4 separate regions of the Mus musculus genome follow, and regions 1, 2 and 4 are each linked to region 3. Evidence: chromatin contacts called from public ChIA-PET and HiChIP or PLAC-seq data. All regions are on one chromosome and are shown on one strand. The core of a region is the stretch at or near the end of the contact, and the rest is flanking DNA. Distances in the headings are between cores, read along the strand shown. Region 1 holds the start of Zfp512b (zinc finger protein 512B). Region 2 has its middle 19 kb from the start of Slco4a1. Region 3 holds the start of Arfgap1 (ADP-ribosylation factor GTPase activating protein 1). Region 4 holds the start of Dnajc5 (DnaJ heat shock protein family (Hsp40) member C5).

The links. ChIA-PET counts read pairs in DNA pulled down with a chosen protein or histone mark. HiChIP or PLAC-seq counts read pairs in DNA pulled down with a chosen protein or histone mark.
Region 1: an H3K27ac HiChIP or PLAC-seq map of regulatory T cell precursor shows a contact between it and region 3, with 6 times the contacts expected there. The contact joins the promoter of Zfp512b here to the promoter of Arfgap1 in region 3. A contact is called at or near these places in 7 of 39 promoter capture datasets (the 3T3-L1 cell line, cranial neural crest, erythroid cells and 3 more), 6 of 484 Hi-C or Micro-C datasets (CD4 T cells, CD8 T cells, embryonic stem cells and 2 more), 9 of 115 datasets of contacts at active chromatin or transcription factors (astrocytes, bone marrow-derived macrophages, embryonic stem cells and 5 more) and 3 of 9 other capture datasets (adipose tissue, liver and macrophages).
Region 2: an RNA polymerase II ChIA-PET map of memory CD8 T cells shows a contact between it and region 3, with 13 read pairs. The contact joins the enhancer-like site here to the promoter of Arfgap1 in region 3. A contact is called at or near these places in 1 of 39 promoter capture datasets (embryonic stem cells), 7 of 115 datasets of contacts at active chromatin or transcription factors (bone marrow-derived macrophages, effector CD8 T cells, embryonic stem cells and 3 more) and 1 of 9 other capture datasets (liver).
Region 4: a contact with region 3 is called in an H3K27ac HiChIP or PLAC-seq map of regulatory T cell precursor, with 11 times the contacts expected there. The contact joins the promoter of Dnajc5 here to the promoter of Arfgap1 in region 3. A contact is called at or near these places in 5 of 39 promoter capture datasets (the SN4741 cell line, cranial neural crest, liver and 1 more), 3 of 484 Hi-C or Micro-C datasets (CD4 T cells, CD8 T cells and cardiomyocytes), 10 of 115 datasets of contacts at active chromatin or transcription factors (the SCID.adh cell line, effector CD8 T cells, embryonic stem cells and 4 more) and 1 of 9 other capture datasets (macrophages).

The regions. Positions count from the first base shown.
Region 1 is chr2:181,591,012-181,594,747 of GRCm38.p6, reverse strand. Zfp512b (zinc finger protein 512B) reads left to right here and starts at 2,287. Exons shown (of 17, transcript NM_001164597.1): 1 at 2,287-2,327.
Region 2 is chr2:180,435,399-180,439,106 of GRCm38.p6, reverse strand. No RefSeq gene overlaps it. Among named protein-coding and RNA genes, the nearest start is that of Slco4a1, 19 kb to the left of the region's middle. Within about 2 kb of position 1,501, at least 97 of the 459 cell types and tissues checked have an H3K27ac peak or open chromatin away from gene starts, as enhancers often do. A contact at or near this core is called in bone marrow-derived macrophages, effector CD8 T cells, memory CD8 T cells and 2 more, where this site is marked.
Region 3 is chr2:180,965,797-180,969,614 of GRCm38.p6, reverse strand. Arfgap1 (ADP-ribosylation factor GTPase activating protein 1) reads right to left here and starts at 2,390. Exons shown (of 14, transcript NM_145760.3): 1 at 2,286-2,390; 2 at 1,801-2,013.
Region 4 is chr2:181,518,855-181,522,278 of GRCm38.p6, reverse strand. Dnajc5 (DnaJ heat shock protein family (Hsp40) member C5) reads right to left here and starts at 1,794. Exons shown (of 5, transcript NM_016775.3): 1 at 1,582-1,794.

The DNA.
Region 1 (3,736 bases), core at 1,038-3,537, 630 kb before region 3:
AAAAGTGGAGCAGAGTTCTTTATCTATTCAGCTTTGTAGTGGCTGTCTAGTATTCCTGAGCTAGAGGCTATATCACAAATCTATTTCTGTGGTCATTCTCGTCTGCCTCTCAAATATCTTCTTTAAATTTAGGGTTCACTTAGTCCAAATAGATCTCAGAAACGTCAGTTACATCTACAAAGACCCCTTTTCCAAATAAACTATCACTACAGCTTAACATGGTTATTTGTTGGGGCTTACTCTTCAGCCATACCCTGACATCCATAGCACATGAATCACACACTCTGAACACAATAACCAGACATTCAAATAGGAACATTGAGGTATAGGCCACAAACATAGTGACACAACACCCAGACATGCTTAAATATGTACAAACACACTTGCACAATTGGCCAATGATCTGTGCAAAGATTTATAACATCCCCATATGCACAGATATAATTACCCAAGTGCATAAATACAATACATAATCACTAACACTAGACATGACATAACCCATGGTGCACATAAGTGCATTGCAAAATGTCTTGACACTTAGATACACACATAAAGAAAAATTGCAGGGAGGTGGGGCTAGAGAGAGAGAGAACACAGTTGCTGTTCTTGCAGAATTGAGTTTCCAGCACCCTCTTCAGGCAGTTCACAGCTTCAGGGAATGTAGTGCCCTCACCTACATCATGATGCCCATATATGACTACCACCTGATAACACATGGTCACTTAGACATGTAATAACCTATGGGCATTGGTATATCACACTTGTGAAAACTCAGACTTACACAGGGAAAGTTGAACACACCTTTGTGTGCACACTGATCCCCACCAACAGTCTGATGTTCCACATCCTGGGAGACTCACAAAAGGTAAAAGACGTCTTTAATCCCAGCATATGGGAGGCAGAGACGGGCAGATCTCTGAGTTTGATGCTGGCCTGGTCTACAAAGGGCTACATAGTGAAAAGTTGTTTTAGAAAAAACAGTGGGGGGGGGGGGCTGGAGAGATGGCTCAGTGGTTAAGAGCGCAGACTGCTCTTCCAGAGGTCCTCAGTTCAATTCCCAGCAACCACATAGTGGCTCACAACCATGTGTAATGGGATCTGATGCCCTCTTCTGATGTGTCTGAAGACAGCTACAGTGTACTCACATACATAACATAAATAAATCTTAAAAAAAAAAAAAAACAGTGGGCATGGCTGAGAACATGTAACAGTATTATGACTCAAATGAAAGCTGAATTTTTCCCTTCCCTATTGAGTGCTCCTGTGGAGCCCCAGGCTTTGCATTCTACCTCCTTATCAGCCAGTTGGCCCTTCCTAGTCTGTCAAAAGGGTGTTTATTTCTCTGCCTCATTTATTTCCCCTTCCTAGTCTGTCAAAAGGGTGTTTATTTCTCTGCCTCATTTATTTCCAAGTTGTGTGGGCTGTGCTGTCATCCTCCCACCCACCCCCTAGATCTTACACTAGCAGCCCAGGCTCGGGGCCAGAGAAGTTAGATACTTACTGGCTGTTGGTCTAGGACCACACTGTTCACAAAGAAGGGAGAAGTTGATTCAATAGCCAGTGACCGCAATAAGGCCTATCGGTCTTCGTGTCTAGATTAAGGTGGCCTAAGGGACAGATAGAGGCTGAGGTGCCCCCTGACAGCCTACAGATGTCCTATAACCCTTCATAGGATCTACTTCAGCCAGCGCAACCACACCGGTTGCTTAATCCGTCAGGCAGGATTTGCGGTAGTGTCCAGAGTTCCTGACGTGCCTCAGTTTACTGGACTGTCCACAAAGCGACTCTTGCCCAAGGCACGCGTGACCGATCGCTCGGCCCTGGAGGCCAGGACCACCTGGGCCACGGACCGCACTGCCCGGAGCGGCGGAACGGCCCCACCGGCCCCTTCCCCGCAGCGGCGGCCGCGTGAATACCGCGAGAGTTCGCCCCCCTCCCCCCCGCAGTAAAACTGTCAAAGGTAGGAGGGGCGGGAGCGCGCATGTGCGCAGCACGGCGCGGAGTGTGCGCCGCCCGGACCCCGCGCCCCGCGCCCCGCGCCCCGGCCCGGCTCTGGCTCCGGCCTGGCCCGGCCGCACCCCTTGGGCGCTGCAGGTAAGCGCCGGCCCTGCCCGCTTTACCGCGGCCCCGGCGCCACACGCGCCCCGCACCAGCCCTGTGCCCAGCCCGCCTCCCCGCCGCGCCCGGACCCGCGCCGCGCCCCGCTCCCCGCGTCGGCGCCGTCCTCCCGCCTCCTCCTCCAGAAAAAGTCGCCATTTTGGTTCACTGCCTTCGCCCCCCCGCGGTCGGCGCTTCCGGGCCAGGCTGCAGCCCGCGTCCGGCCTCAGGTGACAGGTGGGTGGCCACGGGCCTCCAGGTGCGCCTCTTGGCTGCGCTCGTCCGGGGCCGGGCGGAGTGGCCTGCGTCCGCGGCAGCGCCCTCCTCCCTGGAGGCTACAAGGGAGATCGCAGGGACCCCAGGTGGAGGAGGGGTTTTCTTCCTACTCCGGCGGCCAGGCCTTACCCCTAACTCTGAAAGACTAGAAGGTTGCAGCAGGCCGTATAACCCGGACCTCAAATGTAATCGGGGTTCTGGATAACTCATTTCCTTATGAAGCTGCAAAACGAGGACATCCAGAGAACTTTAGTTGACTTCAGACCCCCCCTCCCCTCCCCTCCCCTCCCCTAGGCCCAGGATGGGGGTGTTGTCCTTGGCAATGAACGGTGATTGACCTTAGACCTCCTGGATAACGCAGCCCCTACACATCCCCTCTGATTTGAGTTGATCAAAAACTGTTAGGAGAGGACTCACCTGCTTGAACCTTGCTCTTTGGTACCGCCCCCTTCTGTGGCTTTGGGTGCCTCTGCGAGGCCTCACCATTCTATGCTTAGAGCCTTCCTCGGTTTTCAGGGTATGTGATGCTGCAAGCAGAACAGTCCCCAGAGGCCCAACCCCAGGGCAGCAGCATGCATACTCTATAGCCTCTGCTTGCCAGTATTGACTATAACTTGTTTAGCTGAAGTGGCTTCCTAGGCAGGGAACCTAGAAGCTATTGAAAATAAGAAGAAATGGTGGCTGCCTAGGCTGTGGTGGCTGAGGGTCTGATGTGGTGTATTCATCTGGGTGGAGGGGCCCTGTCTGCACAGAAGGCTGAGAAGGCAGGCAGGTAGGATAGCTCAGCATGGGACTAAAGTGTATTTCTAGTGGATCTTCACTTTACCAACCAGAGGGATGAGTGCATGTGGTGGGGACATGGGCCTTCAGGACCCATATTGGCTTCTTTGCCTAGAGAGAGGTCTTCAAGGGCTCTTATCTGAGTAGGTTAGTATTGTGTATCTAGATGGCAGGGGCCAGGACTCTGAGGAGAAGCTATCCCTGAGGTGTGGTGATGTGGCTGCCTGTGAGCCAGCAACCATTACTAGTGTTAATTGTCCCCTATGAGGAATATTATCAGTCTTCTTCAATTGCGTGGACCCTCTGAAGACAGGCTGATCCTCAGCAGCCTTTGGTCTTTGTGTGTCTAGATGAGGGTGTAGGTGAGGGTGTCAAATGTAGTAAGAGTCTTGGCTCTTTCTACACTTCTCATGTCTTCTGGGTTATTTAGAAAGACCTTGTCTGGGCAAACCCCCTTCTCTAAGTTAGAAGCTTCCATTACTTGCTTTTTGATGTGATCAATATAGGAGGTCAGGGCTAGAGAGACATATTGAGGGCCTCTAGGATAGCCCCAGTGAAAGTCCTGGGTTGAGCCTGTTCGTCT
Region 2 (3,708 bases), core at 252-2,751, 530 kb after region 3:
TACCAATCCACCCATTTATTATCTATCCATCCATCTATCTATCTTGTGTGAGGTTTGTGCATGCCACAATATACACAGGGAGGTCAGAGGAAACGTTGTGAGGTTGGTTTTCTTCTTCCACCAAGTGGGTCTTAGGGATTAAACTTAGGTGGCCAGGCTTGGTGACAATTGTCTTAATGCACTGAGCAATCCTGCCAGCTCTCAAAGTCCAGTATTTATGATAAAAACTCAGTACCTGAATCGACACAAGAAATGGATGTAAAATACAAACGTTTGAAGATGCAGAAGCTAAAGGGAGTAGAGTATCTGTCATTCCTTACATTGCTTCCTTATCGACGTGGTGGTTTTATGATTCTATTAGATTTAAATAAAAGACATTAAGATTAACTTCACACCAGGCCTGGTGGCACAGGCTTAGAATTCCAACTACATGGTAGACTGCAGCAGGATTGTAAGCTAAACACCAAGTTGGGCAAACTGGTGAGTCCCAGTCTCTGAATTAAAAGTAAAAAGAAGGCTGGGGGTGTAACCTGAGATAGAGCATTTGCTTGCTTGCTTGAGGCCCAGGGATGGAGCTTGGATGACACACACAGAGACAGACTTCATGGGCCTCAGTCTTGCTATTGTGTTGCCTGAGCACAGATAGTCACATGTGTGCTCCCATTTTGCTTTCACTCCTGAGCAGAACTATTCACACCCATCGTGTACGGTCTGTGGGTTAGGGCATCCCTGGTGTGATACAGGGTCAGACTCACTACGAATAGCAACTATGTATTTGTCACCATAGGGAGACACAAATGGAAGTTCCTGTGGCTATTTGGCTATAGGTATGGAGGGGCTTGCCCAGGATGGTGCCCAGGGGGTTGATTTTGTACCAGAAAGCTTCAGACCAACTACATGTGATATTTGGAGATAGTGTGGACAGCCCTGACTCTGCTCAGCAACCAGGAGTCGGGGGAAAGGTGGGCCTCTGTAGAGAAAAGCAAGGTCCTGTTTTGGCTTCTCCAGGTACCACCGGATGAAGCCTGGAGGGGTTCCTGGGTCCCAAAGTTAGCCCCTGGGTATGTGGGTCAGTGTCAGGGGTTCTTGTGGTTATGATATGAGGAGGTTTCAAAGGAACAGGATGTGGAGTCCTGAGGAGTCAGTCTATGCAAGTTCCTAAGATCAAAGTGTGGGCTCTTAGGGTCAAGGAATGGGAATCTCTGGTCCATGTGTAGGGGTGGGAGCCTTGAGCAGAGAGTGCTCTCTGTGGAAGATGACCCCTAACATCCCCACTTGAGGCATCTGGGTTCCCCCTCCCACCCCTATCTTCTGTTAGGGTAACAGTGTTCTCCGCTCTGACTGCTCTCGGCTTGGCTGGCTATAGTTCAAACTTTACATGATGTCAGGATTACTCAGAGCCTGGCCCTTCTAAGGAAAATTGATGTGTTTGAAGTCCACCATGGTCTGTCTTGAAAGTCTCAGAGGAAGCACTTAGAAAACTGTCATTCTGGTCTTGAATGACACTTCCTGTCATCTGGGTGCACAGGGCATTTCCCCAGGGCTCAGCATGGTAGCTGTGGCTAGGTATGGGAATTCTGTAATGGCCAAAGCTGGACCTGGGTTCTGATGGGGAAGGGGAAGGAGACACAGGTCTCAGCTTTGTGCGTGCAATCCCCCTTCCCCCTCCCATTTTCTAGGCAACGGTGAAGAAGCTGTCATTTCAGAAACTTGTGGTGAAACTCAATGTGGGTTCCCACAGGAAGTTGGGGGGAGTGTTGAGCAGGGGCCCAAGGGCCCAAATGCCACAGTGGAAAAGTTCTTTGATAAGGCAGAGAGCACACCCCTTCCTCCTGTTCCTGCATGGGAGGTCTGGTCATCTCAAGCAATGAGGATGTGGCTAAGTCACATGAGAGACAGATATGCTTGTGGAAAATTCCAGGTCCCGGGAGAAATGCTTGGTTTTCTGGTCCTGGGAAGCTCCGAACCCCTGGTCTCACTTTCCTCTCCACATCTCTGTTCTTGCTTCTTGCTGGTGCATTCATGTGGGTGAGCCAGGTTTTGCAGGCCACGGAAGCCATAACAGGGGACACAGCAGGAGACAGCAGTGTTGGGCAGTGGGCATGGGCAAAAGAGGGAGTGGGCAGGCGGACGTGGGAATACTGCTGCATGCTTTCCATGTGAAACGGGGTGGGTGTCTGGCTGTAGGAAGCCACTGAACCCCAGCTCGGCGGGGGGTGGACAAGGGGCAGTCCTAGACAACAGGTTCTCAGTCTCATGCATCCCAGACACCGCTGGACACCACGGAAGAGCTGAGAACAAATGGGGGGCCCCCGAGGGGGGGGGGCGACTCCATCATCACTGGGCCAGAGGGAGGAGAAGGCAGGGGGAGAGGGGCTGCTGGGTGGTTCCCACGGGGGCGAGAGTCCTTGGTCCGGTCCGTGGCTGGAGAGCAGGAAGGCCTTCTGTTGGGAGGCTAGACGTGGCTTGTTAGGGGAACGCCTATCCCATTGTTCAAGCATGGTGGGCCTTGATAAGCAGAGACAGTCTATGGTTTTAGAGCTTTATTGTAGAAAGGCAGGAAAAAAAGAGAGAGGGTAGAAAGAGAGAGAGAGGCTGGCCATGGCCATGTGGAGAAAGGGGGAGGGGGGAAGGAGAGAGAGAAGGAGGGCTAGAGAAGAGAGTAAGAAAGGTGAGAGCTTAAAGAGATTGAGAAGGGGCAAAGCAGCCTCTTTTATAGTGGGCTGGACTATCTTGCTGTTTCCAGGTAACTACGGGGAAGAGCATACCTGGCTGTAGTCAGGTAACTGTGGGGGTGGAGTCTAGCCAGAATGCCAGAAGCTTGAGACATTGTCTGAGTGACTTATAATCACAGAATTATGGAGTTGGGGGGCTCTGTGGTGTCAGGCACCTGTCTCTGGGAACGTGGCTCCCTGTTGTGTCCCTTGTAGAGTTTTCTACTGGATCGCCGGAGCAAGCCTCATTCAACCAAAATAGGCTGCCTTTCATGGCCCTACACAGCAGATCCCTGTGGAAGAAATGATTCTGGTGCTCTGGGTACCAGGAATGTGCTTTGAACACACCACAATGGTAATGGTGCCAGGGATCATCTACAAAGTCCTCACAAACTTGGGAGCCTGGAGTTGACCAGCACCTGGGTCCAGGAAGAAACCCTGAGCCCTTGTGTGTGGTGCTCACCAGTTCCTGCTTTATGGTGTTCTGGAAACATTTAAACACCCACACATGGAACACACACAGGCCATCAACAGCTCCCACCCCCAGCCCACCCAGGTTACTTAGGGCCAAATCTTGGGTTCCTATGACCTCATCCATTCCCACTGCCTTGCTGAGCTGCTCTTTGCATGTGTAGAACACAAACACAGTTCTGCTATCACACCCACCAGGAACAGCTCACGCAACACACAGGCTGCTTCTCAAGGCCACTTGACTGGTGATGTGTGTCTGAACTGGCTCAAAGCTTGGAATGTGGCTGGCTTCTTGTTTTGGGTTAAGGAAGCTGGGCCCTGCCCTGCCCCCATACTCGTACAGACATCTTTCCACTACTGTGGACACCGCAGTCCTGTGTCTTCAGATCTCCCTGGATCAGCCACTGAGGGATATCTTTGCTGTTTCAGTGTCACAAACAAAAGGGACAGGAAGTTTACTGCTTTAGCACCTGGTGCAGGGGATGGGGCCCAGGCCCTGCTCCACGCCAGAGTCACTGCCTCC
Region 3 (3,818 bases), core at 1,141-3,640:
TGATGTTAGGAAATAGTTGTTTACTGTAGCTGTCTGAAACAAAATCCTAGTACATTCCACCTTCCTTTTTTTTTTTTTTTTTTTCCCCCAGACAGGGTTTCTCTGTATAGCCCTGGCAGTCCTGGAACTCACTTTGTAGACCAGGCTGGCCTCGCCTCCTGAGTGCTCGGATTAAAGGAAAAGGCATGCAGCACCACACCCAGCTCATTCTACCTTCCTTTTACTGCATTAATCACATGTTAGAATGGCATCCTACGACTGTGAGCACACAAATGCAGATTTTTGCATGTAGGACTCCGTTACTGGCATGACTCACTCAGGCATAAGTTAGAAGCCCAGGCATTCACTCACGCACACAACTGCCCCAGACAGCTCAAGAGCATTTGGGGAGACACAGCTAGAGCTGAGTTCCAAAGCTCTCTGCATTCTTTTCTAGCTGCTACGTGAACGTCACCAAGACCACAGCACGTTTCTGTACTGGATCCCAGTGTCCAAAGCTCTGTGGCTGCCCTCAGAGGCTTACAACCACAAATGGAGGCAAACACAGGCAAGAAGCCAGCATCTCCTAAGGCAACTCTGGATCTCTGAGTAAAACCAAGCAGAAGGACATTCTCAGCTACGGGCCTGAGACAGGGTCTCTACACATAGCTCACTGTGCAGACCAGGCTGGCCCAAAACTCACAGAGATCTGCCTGCCTCTGCCTCCCAAGTGCTGGGATCAAAGGTGGTGCCACCATGCCTGACTTGGTTTGGATTTAAGAAACTCTTCCTGTGTGGTAAACTTTGGATATTGGAGAGAAGTTAGGGTTTGGTCTGGGGTTTTTTGTTTTTTCAAGACAGGGTTTTTCTGTGTAGCCCTGGCTGTCCTGGAACTCACTCTGTAGACCAGGCTAGCCTCGAACTCAGAAATCTGCCTGCCTCTGCCTCCCAAGTGCGGGGAACAAAGGCATGCTCCACCACTTACTTCCCTGCTCAAATTAATCATCTTAAATGTTGCTTAATAACATGAAAATAAGTATCTCTCAGTTTAACCAGCCTAAAGAAGGCCTCAAGAATCCTTTTTTTTTTTTTTTTAAGATTTCTTTCTTGGGTGGGCTCACAAGTGCATGCCTAGAAGCCTAGAAGGTGGGAGCTGAGTATCTCCTTCCTCCAAGTGAGTACCAGGATCAAACTCAGGTAGTCAGGCTTTGTGGCAAGCACCCCTACCTGGTATCCATATCACCCACCCTTAAGAATTCTTAATAGCTGAAATGAAAAAAAAAACAACAAAATACTCTTCCTTCAGGCAGACATACCTAGTAGATAATGAAGCAAATAAGGATTTCAAACTTTAGTGAGCTACATGTCACACTAGAGAACATTTGCTTCTTAAATGGGACGTGATGTACATCTGAGGTCAAAGGGGACATCTAGGGACATAGCTTGGCCCTAAGGCTACACAGTATGGGTGACCAAAAACCGTTCAGAGAACACAAAGAACCCATGTCTAAGTTATGCTTCTTCACTCTGAAGAACAGACGATATCAGATCATCACCTCGTCCAGAACTATAGTTAGGGCTTCAATGCTCTAAACATTGCACAGCTATGGAACAGTGTATATTACTTCTGACTTGTGGGTGCCTTAAGAGTGCAAATACAGTATATTCTATTGCCAGGTACAATTGAGAAAAAGTTTAGAAGCTTGATCCTGTGGGGGTCTGTTGTTGAGATGTTTTGTTTTTCCTCCTTCCGCAGAGGACTCACTTCAGAGACCAAGAAGGGAAAAATCAAACAAACTGAGGTTAGAAAACCTGGCTTACCGGCACCTCTGGACAGAATCTTCTTTCGAAGTGAAGGGCTGAGGCCCTTTCCCGACAAAGTGGGCAGTGCAGAACCAGTCTGCGTCCAAGACTGCTCGGGACCAGAGCGCTGAGGGGCCACGTAGGTCCCTGCAACCGCTAGGCTGAAGGGCGGTAAAGCTCACAGGCCGGGAGGCAGGGGAGGGGGGGTCTGGACGGCCGCACACTGGGATCCTGGAGTTTGGGGTCCGAGGAACAAAAACGTCACGGGTCGAAGGACTGGAGAACCCGGGGCCAGGAAGCTGGGAAATGGGAGGTACGCGGGAGGCACCGGGGAGTAAGTCAGGGCTGAAGACCGGGGGCGTCGGACAGTCACGGTATTGGGGGACCAGGGGCCTAGGGCTGCAGAATCGAGGATTACAGGGCCAGGAACTGGGTGATCTGAGAGCCGGAAGGGCAAGGAACTGAGGGTCCGCGGATGCCCGGTGTCCTGGCCGCAAACTCACCTGCTGCCCCCAGGAGGTCGGGTCCGGCCGAGGTGCCAAGCTGGACTAGGCGCTCAGATCCCCCCACCAGCCGCCAGCAGCTTCCGGCTACGTCGCGCTTTGCAAGGGCTCATGGGAGGCCTCCGAGGCGGTACTTCCGCCTCTGTGCGCGAGCCCGAGGCGAGGCTTCTTTTCCGGTCTGTCTAAACCTTCGGCTGAGCGCCAGGTTTGCAGGGTTGCCTCTGCGTGGGCAGTGCGGCAGGGCAGCGCAGATGGATCCGGGCTGCGCTATCTCCAGCGGGATTCTAGGGCGTCCACGGTCTCGACCAAGCCCGGGAACAAGGGACTTCCCGTGGCTTCTGTCAACTCGAACTCCGACCCGTGGTTTAAAATAGACTTGGGCAAGCAGTTCTGGTCAAATCAATGTATTTAGTAGCCGGCGGGTTTTAGTTTTGTGTTCACTTTGGGCCGCCCTGTGTCACTAATTCCTTCCTCATTGGCCTTTTGACGGTTTTGCTTGGGCTTTTTATTTTTATTTACTTGTTTGTTTATTTATTTTTTAAGAGACTGGGTTTCTCTGTGTAGCCCTGGCTGCCCTGGAGCTAGCTGGCTTCCAACTCTAAGATCCGCCTGCTTCTGCCCCCCCGAGTGGATCAAAAGATGTGAGCCATCGCCGCCCGGCTCGTTTGACTTTCAAATTGGCCAAAAGTCAATGTTTTATTGAGGTCAAATCAAACGTACCTGCATCGAAACTTACCGTGAGGCATTTTATCAAATTCAGATCCATACAGTTGGGACCTCAAGGGACAGTGGATCCCTTTCTCCATCCACTGTTGGAGTTTCTTTCACAGGTTTAGAGCTTTGTGTAAAGAGAGAAACAAAAAACGTAGCCTTAAGTCACTTAACCACAGCCTGATATTGTTATTTGAGATAGACTTTCACATCATAGCCTAATTTAGCCTGGAACTCGATTCAGCCTCCTGAGTTCTGGAATTATAGACACCCCACCTAGCTTCATAACATGGCATTTCTGTTTTTGTGAGAAAGGCTCTTATGTATACCAGGATGTTCCAGAACTCATACCTGCCCTCTGCAGGCTAACGTAGTGGCCAAATGCAGGGGACAGGAAGCTTACTAAGAACATAAGTGGCAAATTCCTTAATTGCAGCACTGGGGAGGCAGACAGGTCTCTGACTTCCAGGCCAGCCTGGTCTACAGAGTGAGTGCCAGGCCAACCTGGGCTATACAAAGAAATCCTACCTTTACAAACAAAAGAACAAAATCTAAGCCAGATATAATGGCTCAACCTTCCACCTCCTATAAACTTAAACACATACACATAACCATGTGAAGCCCAGGGCATAAGAAAATGGTGGCTGGAACCTCCGGTAAGGGTTCTGTGATTCTACTTTTATCATGAGGATGTGTTAATGGCCTCACCACCACTACCACACATCTAGCCATTGTTGGGCTGCTTTGCTTATTTTTTTTTTTTTCTGGCTGAGGGCAGCCATGGTGACTGTGCCTCTCAGTGGTGATGATCATGTCATGCTC
Region 4 (3,424 bases), core at 545-3,044, 550 kb before region 3:
CCCCCAAAAGTTGTAAAGTGATTTTACAGGAAAGTATAAGCCCTTTCTCTTAACTGACTGCCCCCCTCCCACCCCCAAAGGGCAGGGGAAAGTTGGTGGCTCTGTCCTTGAGGATACAGAAGCCTGGTGATTCTTAAGCGCTCACTACTCACTAATTGGCTTCCTGGTGAAAGGGTAATAGCCTAGCTGCTACTAAACTCATTTCCATTCATTCCGTAAGTATTTACTGGGCACATACTATCTGACTATCCTAAACAAAACAAAACCTTAACTAAAAAACAATGTTAAATATGTTAACACAGTAAACGAAGAGTCAAGTGCTGTATACAATTAAGCAAGGAGGGGAAAAGTAAAGCAGAGAGTCTAACATTCGACAGTAGACTAGTTACAGCAGTACACAGTGGAATAACAGAGGAGTAGAAACGAAGGATATCTCACATAACAGGAACATGAGAGTGGTCATGAAAAAAATGTCAAGGGTTGAGCACTTAAATTGGTTAAGAGACTAGCAAGGAGGCTGCTGGGGCAAAGAGATTGTGCGGCACGGTGCTTAAAGAATCCAAGGGCAGGTACCCTGTTCCCAAACCCGAACGAATTTAGAGGCTCCACTGGCTCCACACTTGCGGTCCACACACACAGGGCCAGCCTAAGTATGAAAATACTGATACAGGTAACAGATTCGTAACACATATTAAGTTAGAAACTGCGGAAAGTCCTGGCTTTTAATGTCACCTAACAGATCACGCTTTCCTTAAAGAAAGCAAATAAATGAACAAAATTATCCTACGATTAGAGTTTTGTCTTTAGGCAACCACGACAATATATGGGACAATATAATTCTTTGTGTTATTAAGTAGCGTTTTGATGTTTAAACAGACAAACCACTAGCAATTGAGACACACTGCCTATAAAGGATGAATGATCAGCTGAGCGTCCAACAAACGGCGACCCAATTTCCCCAAAGTCCAATCTGAAAACAAATTAAAGCTACCTTTTGCATTATTTTTCCGAAGATGCACTTAATGAATTCGGAGAAATCATCTCCTAGACACAAGGAAAAACAAGTCTTTAATCCAGCCATATAACACAAGTTGGAGCCTAAACGAATGAGTCCCTAATTCTCTCCCCAAAGAGCACGACACAAAATCGCCTCTTAAAATGTCGTCCCTAGGTATATAAACTAGGGGTTTTTTTATACATCAAATGCCTTTGAAATTTACAACTATAAGGCAATTTCTGCGTCCCAGAATGTGAACAAGCCTCGGAGCCTTTACTGCCCGCCTCCCTACACACCAGTTTCTGCGTTCCGGGAGCCGCGGAGGCGGCCGCGCGTGCGAACCGGAGTTGGCCCGGAAAGCCTCGTCTCCGCGCCGCCCCGCCGTGCGCAAGGTCGAGCAGGGCCTAGTGGTGCCCAGGGCCGGGCTCGCCGCCGCTGCTGAGGGTCGCCGCCATTTCCGCTGCGGGCAGCTTTCACCTCCTGCTGCGGCGCCCTCGCCCCACTTCCCCTCCCCTTTGCCCGGCTCCGGCAGCTTGAACCCCGCGGCCCCACCTAATTTGAGAGCCACTGGAGAGTGAGCTCACCTGTCGGCACGCCCGCCGGTCCACCGGTTCCGCGGCTCCGCTTTCCGTCCCGGGGCAGTGGTGGGCAGCCGGCCGGCCTACTGCTCGGCCTGAGGATCCCGGGCGGCGACAGCCGTAGCAGCGGCAGAGGACGGCGGAAGCAACACTGGCGGCAGCAAGAACGCGCACGCTCACTCACTGGCACGCGCGCCCCCGGAAAAAGACGTGTGTTCTGGCAGGTCAGAGCTGGCTGCGCAAGCGCCTAGAACCCAACACTGAGGCCCCGCCCATAGTCGGAGCCAATGTGGCAGCGCCGCACGAAAGCTCCGGAGCTCCGGTAGAACTCGGTCCCCGAAAGGTTGCGCCCCAGTTGACGATCACCGGGAAGGGTTAAGGTGGTGGGCGGAGCCTGCAGCTACTAAGCCGGAAGCTACAGCCCGGGAGCAGAGGCAAGGCCTAGGCTTGCGGGTTCGCCTCTGGAAGGCAGGCAAGTGGCACTCCGCGAGTAAAACTGCTCTTCTTCCAGTTGTTTGCTCAGTGCTTCATATAAGCCTCAAAAAATTTATTACTACTTACCAAAAAACTAGAGAGGGAGACCTTCATTTTCGTCTCAAGGTACTGCCTTGGGACTGACATTTTCGTTCATCCCTGGAGACCACCCAGAAAAGACTTTCCTGCCTTTCTTCCCAGTCACTGAAAAATCAACCGCCATTATTTAGCGATCCTTTAGGAATCGTCTGCAATGATATGCGTGGACGGTTAAGGACTTTTCTTCCCACTCTGTCTCATACAATCCTTGTTCACTCTGTTCACTTACTAAGTAATAAACCTAGTGACCCTTGCCTACTTACGCTGTAACAAACAATTTCAAGTGCTGTGCTTTTTTATTCCAGAGCTACCAATCTTCCTGGCCAGTGTTCCTACAGCTTTACTTTCATTCTTGCCTGCCCACCATTTTTTCTTATAATCTTTTTGGATTATAATTACATCATTTTTCCCCTGCCTCTCTCCAAACCTCTCATATTCACACACACACACACACACACACACTCACCCTTTCAAATTCATAGCCTCTTCTTTGTTGTGATATAGCTCCTAAATATATAAATACAGCCTATTCAGTCTGTATGTTAAGTAGGTATATGTTTTCAAGGCTGATCATTTGCTATGGGAAAACCAATTTCTATGTTCTTCCCTAAAACTGATTATTTCTCCAGCTCTCAGAATTCCTTAGTTAGCTAGGATTGAGGCCCTGTGCGCTTTCTCCCTTACACCATGCTTAGCTGATGTTGTCCTTGCTCAGGTCAGTTAGGCAGCCATGTTGGTTATGTTACTTCACGGATGTAGCTTCTCTGACATTTTAAGGAGATAAATCTTAGAGCGAACTGTCTGGTCCTCTGGTTGTTGCAGCTTTTCCTCCCCTTCTTCCACAATGATCTCTGAGCCTTAAGTTCAGGACTTGTGGTGGAGTTCTATCTGTGGGGACTGGGCTCCACCAATCTGCATTCTGATCAGTTTCAATTTCTGTAATGATCTCTATCTGGAGAAGATGTTTTCCTTGATGAAGAGTGAGAACTACACTTAACCTATAGGTGTAGGGATGAGTATTTAGGATGTAATTAGGGACTATGCTGGTTTAGCAACGTGATCCATGACTTCACTAGCCCCAGATAGTCGCCTAGGTTTCCAGGATCAGGCGTGATTTCTCTCTTATTGAGCAGGCATAAAGTCCAATTAAACAGCTGTTGGTTAACCAACAAGATATATGTGCCACTATTGCTGTCTGTCTTCAAGTCAGCTTTCAAAAACAAAGCAGATAATACTTAAGGCCTCCCATAACGCATTAAATAAATTCCAATCTTTT